2 separate regions of the Mus musculus genome follow, and region 2 is linked to region 1. A link is a contact called in public ChIA-PET data. All regions are on one chromosome and are shown on one strand. Each heading gives the region's core, a stretch centred on a gene start, on an enhancer-like site or on the middle of the called end of the contact. The rest is flanking DNA. Distances are from core to core; before and after follow the strand shown.

Region 1 (5,248 bases), core at 1,477-3,976:
TGAGTGGCCAGGTGTCTTCACCAAAGATGGGGAGGGGTGACTTGTTAAAATACTTGCACACAATTATGACTTTGGTCATAGTTTTCACTTTAGTCTAGCTTACTTGGCCAGTTCCAGTTTATTGAGGGACCCTGTCTCAAAAAACTAAACAGAAAGGGCCTGAAGAACTATATCTGTTCCCATCCTTTAGCACCCTTCTTCTTCTCCTTCTCCTCCTCCTCTTCCTCTTCCTCCTCCTCCTCCTTCTTCTTCCCCTTCTTCTCCTTCTTCTTTTTCAGAGAGAGAGAGAGAGGATGGATGGATAATGGAATAATAGGGGCCTTGGGTTCTGCATCGACTGTAGACTAGAGTCAACATTTGTCCCCATTTGTTCACCTGTCTCTTAATGGTTGGTGAGAGAGAGGAATTTTGTTTCTTTATTGCATATATATGAGTGTGTATGTGTGTATATCAGAAGACAGACTTAGTTGTTCCTCAAGTGTTGTCCAATTTGTGCTTTTTGAGGAAGGGTCTTCTACTGGCTTAGAGCTCACCAACTAGGCTAGGCTTGCTTGCCCAGGGAGCCCTAGGGATACTGTCTCTGCTTCCTCAGCACTAAGATTACAGACACATGCTACCACATCTGGATTATAATTGTTATTTTTAATGTGGATCCTGGGAGATTGAATTAAAGTCCCCCTTGTACTGAGGAGAACATTACTGAGAGAGATGTTTATATCTCAGTTTTAGCCTCTGTGATCTGGGTGTAATTATTGCAGTTCATCTGACCTCTAAACCAGCAAACAAGTGAAATACTCAGTCCTTCTTCCATTTGTCTTGCTGATGTGAAGATGTCCCTAAGCTGCAGTGTAGGTATGAGGCTCTGAGCTTGCCTCCCAGAGAAGTGGGATCTCCCACTCTCTTTTGATCTCCAGATCTGATGGGCCACATTGTTTATCATGAGAGAACATGAGAAGAGGGTGTGAAGAGAGAGAGTGGAGGAAAGGCAGAGCCTCTGAGGAAAGAGGAATTTCATCATTGTTAGAAAGGATATGGGGATGTGGAGAATGGGGGGAGGAAGCACAGGGCTGCCATAGCTGGCTGGGACTTAGTCTGGAACACTCTGATGAGGGTGAGGGTCTGTTATCTGAGTCGATTAGTCTGAATGGAACCGACAGAGGATCAGAAGCAGAAATATGTTCCACAAGCACATTATGGAACTGGGTCACACATTTGAGAGATCGGGTCACTACTGTCAGGGCTTCAGTGGAAATGACTCACTCTGGCAGCCCACCATCATATTTATCCACACTCTTAAGATTTCTTGAGGCAGAGTGTCATGTAGGCCAGAGTAGCCTCCAATTCTTTAGGCAGCTAAGGATGCCTTTGGAGTCCTGATCTTCCTGCCTCTACCTCTCTAGTGCTGAGACCATAGGTGTGTACCATTATCCCAAGTAATACAGTACCCAGGCTGCATGCATGCTAGGCAAGCACTCTACCAGTGGAGCTATATGCCCAGTCCTAGGGTCTCATCTATACAGATGCTGATCCCATTGGTTTATCTCATCACCTCCTAATAGCCCCATCTTCTTTGGTTTTCCTTTTAATTAAAAAAATATTCACTGACAGTTTCATATATGTATATGATGGTTGGTCATTACAAATCCAAAGACCCTCTCTTATCCTTTTTTCCTTCCTTCTAGAACTTTCTTCTTAGCTTTCCCCCCTCCTGTTTTCTTTTTTTTTGCGGGGGGGGGTCCATTGAGTTTATGATTGATTGCATAAATATGGATATGGAGCTATTACTGGAACATGGGCAACTTGCCAGTGCGTGCACCACAGAAGAAAAATGACTCTTTATTAATTGTTAATAGCTCCTGAGTAAGGGGTGGGGCCTTCCCCTTAGACCCTCTCTCACCCATGGTAGAATGTTGATACATCCTGCCTTCTAATACCAACTCTGGTGATTCTGTTCTAACATGAATTTTGGGGTGACTCAGATGTTCAGACTCTAGTGAAGATACAGATTTTAAGTAAGCAGGTGGAGCCCCAGAGCCACCACAGCATGGGTAAAGGTCAGGCCTCCTGGCCATGTCCCTCCAACTGGACACGGCATCTTGATTTGTTTACCTTCTCTCTTGGCCAGTCTCTTAGCCCAGGCTGCCCCTTTTGGTCAGTAGCTGCTCTCTCCTCCCACATCTCCCCACATGGCTCAGGGCAATGTTCACTCTGAACTCTTCCAGATGTTCCTGCCCCTGGCTATGTTCTCCCTTTTATCTACAATAAACTTTTCCTCCACCATACCTAGGGGCAGTCATGTGTTTTCCATTTCATTTTTTTTTTTAATTCACTCACATTCCTGCTGTCATGCCTTCCCCACCATGATAGCCTGTATCCTCAAACTAAACTCAAACACATCCTTCTGTAAGTCGTTTTTTAAATCAAGTATCTCGTTGCAGCAATGGATGAAGTAATTAATACAAGAACCAAGCTTCAGTCTGGGTTTTGGTGGATGAGAACACGCTGGAAAGTGGTCCCATCCCATTGGTGATCTATCTGCCCTCATGGTTACATCTTTCAGGCCTCTGTCTCCTAATACCATCACATTAAGGGACAGAACCTTAACCTAGGAGTCCACAACTGGTGGGGATTGGGTAGAGCTGACAGAGTTGACAGCTCAGTTCTCACTTCTCTCTAGGGAAAGAGACTGCATCTTCAGCTCAGCCTGGCCCGGAGATCACTCGACACATCTGCGTGTGGCCCATACAGACAAATACAGGAAGGCCTCATAGCTTCCTCCCAGCACGGCAGGTGGGGTCTCCCCTCTCATTGATGGAACTGAAAGGCCTTTAAGCTTCCTCAAATTAGTGGTGGTCCACAGGAAGTGGCAATCGCTGCTTCTAGAAATCCAGACAAAAAGCCACTGAGATGAAAACAAACAAGTTCCTGTGCTCTGTCTCTGTTTTCTTTGTGCTGTGTGGGGACATCTATGTTTGGGTTGTGTGCCTATGTGTACCTGTGGGCTAGTGCATATATGCAGGCTAGAGGAAAACCTCAGATGTCATTCCTCAGGATCTGTCTTCTATCTACCTCTACCTACCTACCTACCTACCTACCTACCTACCTACCTACCTACCTACCTACCTTCCTACCTACCTACCTACCTACCTACCTAGAGATACATCTATCTCTCTATCTATCCATTTACTCACAGGAACTTATAGGTGAGGCAGGCTGGCCACCTGTCTCTACCTTCCCAGCTGTAGGATGACAAGCATGTACCACCTCTTCTGGATTTTTTTTTTTAATGTGGATGCTGATGACTAAATTTGGGACTCTGTCTTTGTAAGCACTTTATAGACTGAGGTATCTCCCCTGCCTGTCAACCTGCTTGCCTGTCTGTCTGTTTATCCACCCATCTATCTGTTTATCCATCTATCTATCTATCCATTCATCTATCCATCCATCCATCCATCCATCCATCTCAGAAAGTTGTTGCTAAATAGTCCTGGATGGTCTGGAACTCAGTACAGATATCAGGCTGATCTCAAGATTGTGATAATACTTTTGCTATTGCCTACTAGCACTGGGTAGGTGTTAGCATGCTTAGCCTAACAAGTTCTCTCTTAAATGAGTACTCTACCAAGTGTCTTTCCTTCCTTCCTTCCTTCCTTCCTTCCTTCCTTCCTTCCTTCCTTCCTTCCTTCCTTCCTTCCTTCCTTCCTTCCTCCCTCCCTCCCTCCCTCCTTCCTTCCTTCCTTCCTTCCTCCCTCCTTCCCTCCCTCCCTCCCTCCCTTCCTCCTTCCCTCTCCCTCCTTCTCTCCCTTCCTTCTATGATTTCCTCTTCTTTCTTTCTTCTTTCTTTCTTTCTTTCTTTCTTTCTTTCTTTCTTTCTTTCTTTCTTTCTTTCTTTCTTTCTTTCTTCCTTTCTCTTTCTCCTTCTTAACAGTTATTTATTGTGTGTTGGGGCAGGAGTGCATGATGTGGAGCACATAGAGATCAGAGGACAACTTTGTGGAGTCAGCTTTCTCTTCCACCATGTGGGTCCTGGGGATTGAGCTAAAGTTCTCAGGCTTGGAAGTAAGTACCTTTATCACTGATCCATCTTTCTGCCTGTCTTAGCTAGGGTTTTATTACCAATACCATAGCAACTCTTATAAAAGAAAACATTTAATTGGAGCTAACTTAGAGTTCAAACATTTAGTTTATTGTTGTCATGGTGGGAAGCATGGCAGCATGCAGGCAGACATAATGCTGGAGAAGGAGCTAAGAATTTGACATCTTCATGGGTAGGCAGCAGGAAAAGAATGAGACACACTGGGCCTGGCTTGAACATCTGAGAACTCAAAGCCCACCCCCAGTGATGTACTTCCTCCAACAAGGCCATACCTATTCCAACAAGAGCACACCTCCTAACAGTATCACTCCCTATGAGCCTATGGGGCTATTTTCATTCAGACCATCACACTGCTGGGTGATTTCTTTTTAACAAAAATTTTTAAAATATATGAAATGCACTAGATGTTTAGAGTCTAACAGAGGAAGGATAATACACAAGAACCCAAAATTAGAAGTCATAAGCTCTATTATGTGACTCTAGACCAGAGATTTAGAGGAGAGATTATGTGCCATTCAGACCTTGGGGTGTGACTCTACTTTGAAAGAGCAGAAAAGAGACTGGTGGTGTGAGTAATTATGTTTGTGGGAAGATGAGGGGACCCAGAAAGCCTCCCCAAGTGTCACCACTTCCAATAATTCACTGGTGCAGAAAGGTATGGTCTCATGGGGCAGGGCAGCTCTGGCTCAGCTGGAAGTGGCTGCCAGAGAATAGTGCTACTAACAGCACTAAGACAGAGTGCTGAGTGAGGTCTGGTGATCCAGGCCTGTTATCCCAGGTACCGGGGAGGCTAAAGCAAGAAGATCTGCCTGGGCTACAAAGTGAGTTTAAGACCAGCATGAGTAACTTGGGTAGACCCTGTCTCAACAATCAATCAAACAAACAAATGAAGAAATCAAGCATGAAAGGGCTGGGATATAGCTCTGTAGTAAAGGCTTTCCTACCCCTATGCAAGGTTCTAGGTTAGATCCTCAGCATTATCACCAAAGTGGGGAAGGAGTAGAAAAAGACAAGAGTTAAGCCGGAGAGAGGACTGCCATTGATTAGTGATGTCTGTTGTGGGTGCAAGGAAGGGAATAATGGTTTGTGTCTCAAAAGAATGCCAGTTTGCACTAGAAATTGATGCAAAGACAAGGCAGAGACTTCCTTTTT
Region 2 (5,248 bases), core at 859-3,358, 91 kb after region 1:
TGCGCACGGTCTGTCTCCTCCCCAGCTCTGCCCTTACAAGCATGCACCATCACACTGGGCTCCTCCTCCTCCTCCTCCTCCTCCTCCTCCTCCTCCTCCTCCTCCTCCTCCTCCTCCTCCTCCTCCTCCTCCTCCTCCTCCTCCTCCTTTTCCTCCTTCTCCTCTTCATGGATTCTGGGGGTTGAGATCAGGTCTTCATGCTTGCACAGCAAGCTCTCCTTTGACTGAGTCATTTCTGAAATCTGTGGACTTTTAGTTTGTTCGAATTTTTTACCGCATCAGCAAATGTCTACAAGTGACTTTAGCAATTTCATTCCTGGTGGCCAGTTGGTGTCATAAATGAACATTGTGTTGACATATTTCACTTATTTGGTGCTTTTTACATCCTTAAAGTGCCATTGCATATATTCTCTTCTGAAAACCCAGCTAGGCAGAGATTACTAGCCCGGTTTTAAAGATGAGGCCATGGATGCACAGGTCAGTTCTCTGGATGGAAGACTTGCACTTAGGGCTCGCTTTCTTTTCTGCTTCTCCTGACCTGTTTCTTCCTCTGGAGAATGGTGCTACGGGGCTGCATTTACAAGACTATAAGGGGACCCTTGGGGGACCCTGACCAACAAGGAATGATCATTCATCCCCTAGTGTTGGAAATCCCCACTGCTCCTCAGACTGACAGACACTACTGATAGTCCCCGGAACTGTGAGTCTCCCAGTAAGGTATGACAAACCTCAGGCCCATGTTTTCAGATAACTGTTAGTGGCCACAGAAGTTCCCCCAAGATGGTTGGTTAACCTTTGTCAAATCTGTTCTGACTCTGTGTGGGCAGCTGGGTTTCACCAGGAGGGCACTGAAAGTACTTGCCCAGACAGTCCAAGCCTAGAGCCAGGAGATCCCCACGTCTTCTTCCCTCCCTCCTGCATGGCTTCATAGCCTTCCTCTCTGACATATAAAATATGATATCTTTGACATATGTTCCTGAAAACTGTATACAACACTTGCTTCCAAACTTCTGTAAGGGGGGATCAAAAGAGGGTCCAGAAGCTTCTAAAATACAGATCAGAAGTTCAGTGGCAATATCAGTCGGATGAACTGGTTTTTCTGAACGATTTCTGCAATTAATACCATGGAATAAAGGAAGATTATAGCTTTAAAAACTGGATGTGAGAAGATAAATGTCTCTTTATTTTTCATTGATCAATGAGTCCCTGTATTCCAAAGAAGGTACTGACCCTTGCTGGTGTCATGAACTTCAGTATAAAAGAAGGGGAGGAGTGGGTTCAGTCAATAAAGGGCTACCCAGGCAAACACGAGGAGCTGGGCTCTCTATGCCAACACTCGTGTTTAAACAAAAAAGCTAGAGGTAATGATACGTGCCTGTAATCTCAGCACTGTGGAGCTGGAGCAAGGAGGAGCCTGTGGCCAGTCAGTCTATCCAAATCAAACCAGCAGCTCCGAGTTCAACAAAGTGCCCTGGTTTTTTTTGTTGTTGTTGTTGTTTTGTTTTGTTTTGTGTTTTGTTTTTTGTTTTTTTTAAGGTGGAGAGTTATTGAGGTAGACACCTGATTTCAACTTTTGGCCTCTGCATGCTTGTGTGTACACATATACACACCCCAAAGCAAACAAGGAAGGGAGGGAGAAAGAGAAAAGGAAGGGGGGGGGGGAAGAGTTGCTTTCCTTTGTGTGTAGAGTGGACTGCGAGCAGCTAGGCTCAGAGCCATGACTTGGAGAGCCTAGGCAGATGGCTTCATAAACACAGTCCCTGGGCGGCAGAGGTTTGGATGGTCTATCAAGATGAAGAGCACAGGCTTGAAGCTGGGATATCTGTTTAACGATGAGGCTAGACTGTAGGGAAGTCACACGTTTGACTCTGTGTTTAAGAAAGGTCACACGTGGAGAATCTTGTATCAGGTGGCTAGCCCCCGCAGAAGACCTCACAACATAGGTTTCAAGTACCCGTGAACCTCAGATAGATACATCCTGTTTTCTTTTTTTTCTAGCCTTTCAAAAGTGGTATTCAATACTCGAGAAAACCTCAAAGCTTTAAGTTGGCACTAGCCAGCCCAATTTAAGGTCAGGTTTTGCATAGAAGACTCAGACAGGAAGCAGGCTGGTGTAAAAGCAGCCAGAAGGGTAACGAAACAATACCACTCCATCCACCGACTATGCATGGAGATGTGCTATGTCATCTGATGGTAGCTTTGTTTTCCCTTAGCAGTTTCATTTGTGAAAGTGACTACTACCCTTTAGCACGGCCCCTAAGATGGCTGTGTGTAGAGCAATTTTAAACCAGCAACATGGTCGCTCTGGTAAGGAATCACATCCAAAAACATCCAAGGTCTATATGATCTGGCTGGAATGCAGGCATTCCCTGGATTATAATATGATCTGGAATATAGATACACCCTTAGTACTCACCTTTAATCCCTAACAATGAAGTAAGGTTAGTTTGTAGAAGGAAGCAGCCATGGTCAAAAGTGATGTTTAATTAGGGGATGGTCAAAGTGACAAATCAGAGAAAGGTTTGGCAGAATGAGTCAGAGATAGGATGTGCCCAATTCTCGCAAGAGCAGGCAGAAATGAGAGGCGGCTTAAGAACAGTGCAGAGAGAGCAGCAGTCACTTCAGTCTATTGAGAGCCAGTGGAGTGAAGTCAAGTTCATGGCAGTTCATTTGTTGGCCTTTCAGTCCATGGAGTTCAGAAGCAGTTTTTAACCAGGACAGTTTTACAGAGACAGGTTTCAGAGAGAACAGCGAGACACAGGTGAAGACAGAATGAGCTAGAAGACGAGAGCAGATTACCAAAGTTAGTTTGAGGCCAAGCAGAGCAGAGCAACTCAGTCAGAAGCTGAGATTGAAGCCAGATTGAATCAGTCAGTTTGGAGAGGAATTTGGTCTAGAACAGCTAGTTGAACCAGCCAGCTAGAGTTCAGAAAGAACTAGAAAGTGAGGGTTTACCGGGCATTAAGCCACAGAGATGACAATTACATCAGGCGAATGAAAGTTACATTTACAGCTGTACAATCCTTCCGAATGAAAGGAAAGTTTCACTCTGTAACCTGGAGTCCATTCTCAGTCATGACTGAGCCGTGGATGGCTTGAGCAGGTATTGCAACATCTAGTCAAAGCAGAGTACAGTCTTTTATCTCCTTGGTGCGTGTTTGTGTGGGCATGCCTGTACATGCACATTTACGCATGAATGTGGAAGTCAGAAGACAACCTCAATTGCTCCTCATGGATGAAGCACCTTGTTTGTTTGAGACACTGTCTCTCCCTGAACCTGGAGCTCCTTGAGTATGGAGGCTGCCTGGCTAGCCCCAGGGATCCTGCTGTCTCTACTTCCCAGTGCTGGGGATAGCAGGTACACTCCATACCATGCATGGCGTTTTCCGTGGGTCCCAGAGGAAACATCGCCATCTTTCCAAGGAGGGAAGGAGTCAGATCGGCAGGGTGTCATCTTCGCCGTGTGCCCGTTATGGTTTTATGACCCCAGAGTATCATTCATCTGTGACAAGTCTGTAGGCTGGCCTGTTAGATTTTAAACTGTTGAATTTTCATAATCTGTTTATGAGTGAGTCTGTTCCCCACTGGTTATGACTCAGGAATCACAAGGAGTGATCTGGAAAAGTGGATGATTTATGAGAATAAACAGCCAACTCAGTTGTCCCTCTCAGACCAGACAGTTTAAAGCAGAACTAGAGACCAGGCGCTTTGATCTTTTAAACAAGCTTTTTAAAGAGCATGCGTTAATGATCTATAATAATGGTTTCATTATGCCATTTCTGTAAAGCGTATACTTTGGTTGTGTTTGCCCTGTTGCTCTCTCCTATCTCCCCCTACCCACTGCTGCTTTCTTTATTTACTAACTTGTCCCCTCTTTATTTTCACCTCTGTTTTCTGTGAGTCAATGAGTTGGATTAAGATTGCTTATAAGATCCTGGGTGAGGGCTTTCTCACAGGAGCACCGGTGAGAGGTTACGTACAGGGGTCCAGGTGAAGAGATCCTTATGAGAACACAGGTGAGAGGTCGCCTGGAGGAGTATCAGTGAGTGGTCACTTACACTATCATGGGCAACTTGCCATGGCTACACCATGGAAGAAAAAACGGGTGAGACTTGGATTTCTAAGCAATGTTAACCAGTGTTAAAATGTCTTGGGCCAGTTGGTAGGACTTATTAACAATAGCATAGTGGGTGTTCTCAGAAGGATCACATGAAGGCTTGTATGCTGATTTCTCATAAGACAATTACAAAGGTAAATTCTAGCAACACACTCAACAGGTACATTTTGACTATTTTAGTGAAGAGTTAAAGACATTTTAAAGTATTTCTTTATTAACCGAATAGATGCATAAAGCAAACAATGTTATCAGGGGAATAATGATATTAGAGGAAAAGTATATAAGCAATGCTTGAAACTTTATATATCAAATTACCACCCTCTAGAAATTCTCACACAGTCCACATCAAATCATATGTACAAGTCTTACACTTAAACACAGACACACACACACACACACACACACACACACACACACTAACATAGTCACATACATACTCACACATACACCTGATTTTATGTATTGAATTTTAAAATTACAACTAATTCTATTACTTTTATATAGTAGATCATTCAGAACTTTGGGGACCCTCTAAATGTAGTACATTAGAATCTTTAAAGTTTGACTATAGAACCCTGTTCCTAAATTATTCCTAGTGTGTGTGCATGTGTGCCCTCTCACAAGCAAGGTTGATATCAGGTATCTTCCTCAATCACTGCCCATGTTATTGCTTGAGACAGGGTGTCTGATGGCACACATAACTCACTGATTAGCTAGCCTAGCCAGCCAACAAGGCCCTGGGATTGATTAGGTAGCCTGGCCAGCCAGCAAGGCCTGGGACTAGCCCACCTTCACTTCCTCAGGGTGAGGACTGTCTGAACTCAAGGTCCTCATGTTTGCCCATTGTGCACTTTATCAAAGGAACCATGCCCCCAGCCTGGAACCCTATGTTTTCTTTTCTTCCTTCTTTTTTTTTAAATTGAAGATATTTTTTCCCATACCATATATTCTATTACGGTCTCCCTCCCTCAACTGCTTTCAGATCTTTCTACTTCCCTACCTGCTCAAATCCACACGATTTTCCCCCTCTTTCATTAGAATACAAACAGTCCTTATTTAAAAAATTAGTAATAATAGGATGAAACCAAACCAGAATAGGGCGAAACAAACAAAAGAGCCAAAGAAAAAGCA

The links. ChIA-PET counts read pairs in DNA pulled down with a chosen protein or histone mark.
Region 2: a contact with region 1 is called in an RNA polymerase II ChIA-PET map of memory CD8 T cells, with 514 read pairs. The contact joins two enhancer-like sites. A contact is called at or near these places in 1 of 15 datasets of contacts at CTCF or cohesin (CD8 T cells), 5 of 484 Hi-C or Micro-C datasets (CD4 T cells, CD8 T cells, Th1 cells and 2 more) and 3 of 115 datasets of contacts at active chromatin or transcription factors (CD8 T cells, embryonic stem cells and memory CD8 T cells).

The regions. Positions count from the first base shown.
Region 1 is chr1:128,672,970-128,678,217 of GRCm38.p6, forward strand. No RefSeq gene overlaps it. Among named protein-coding and RNA genes, the nearest start is that of Cxcr4, 83 kb to the left of the region's middle. Within about 2 kb of position 2,727, at least 58 of the 459 cell types and tissues checked have an H3K27ac peak or open chromatin away from gene starts, as enhancers often do. A contact at or near this core is called in CD8 T cells and memory CD8 T cells, where this site is marked.
Region 2 is chr1:128,765,048-128,770,295 of GRCm38.p6, forward strand. No RefSeq gene overlaps it. Among named protein-coding and RNA genes, the nearest start is that of Gm23056, 120 kb to the right of the region's middle. Within about 2 kb of position 2,109, at least 69 of the 459 cell types and tissues checked have an H3K27ac peak or open chromatin away from gene starts, as enhancers often do. A contact at or near this core is called in CD8 T cells and memory CD8 T cells, where this site is marked.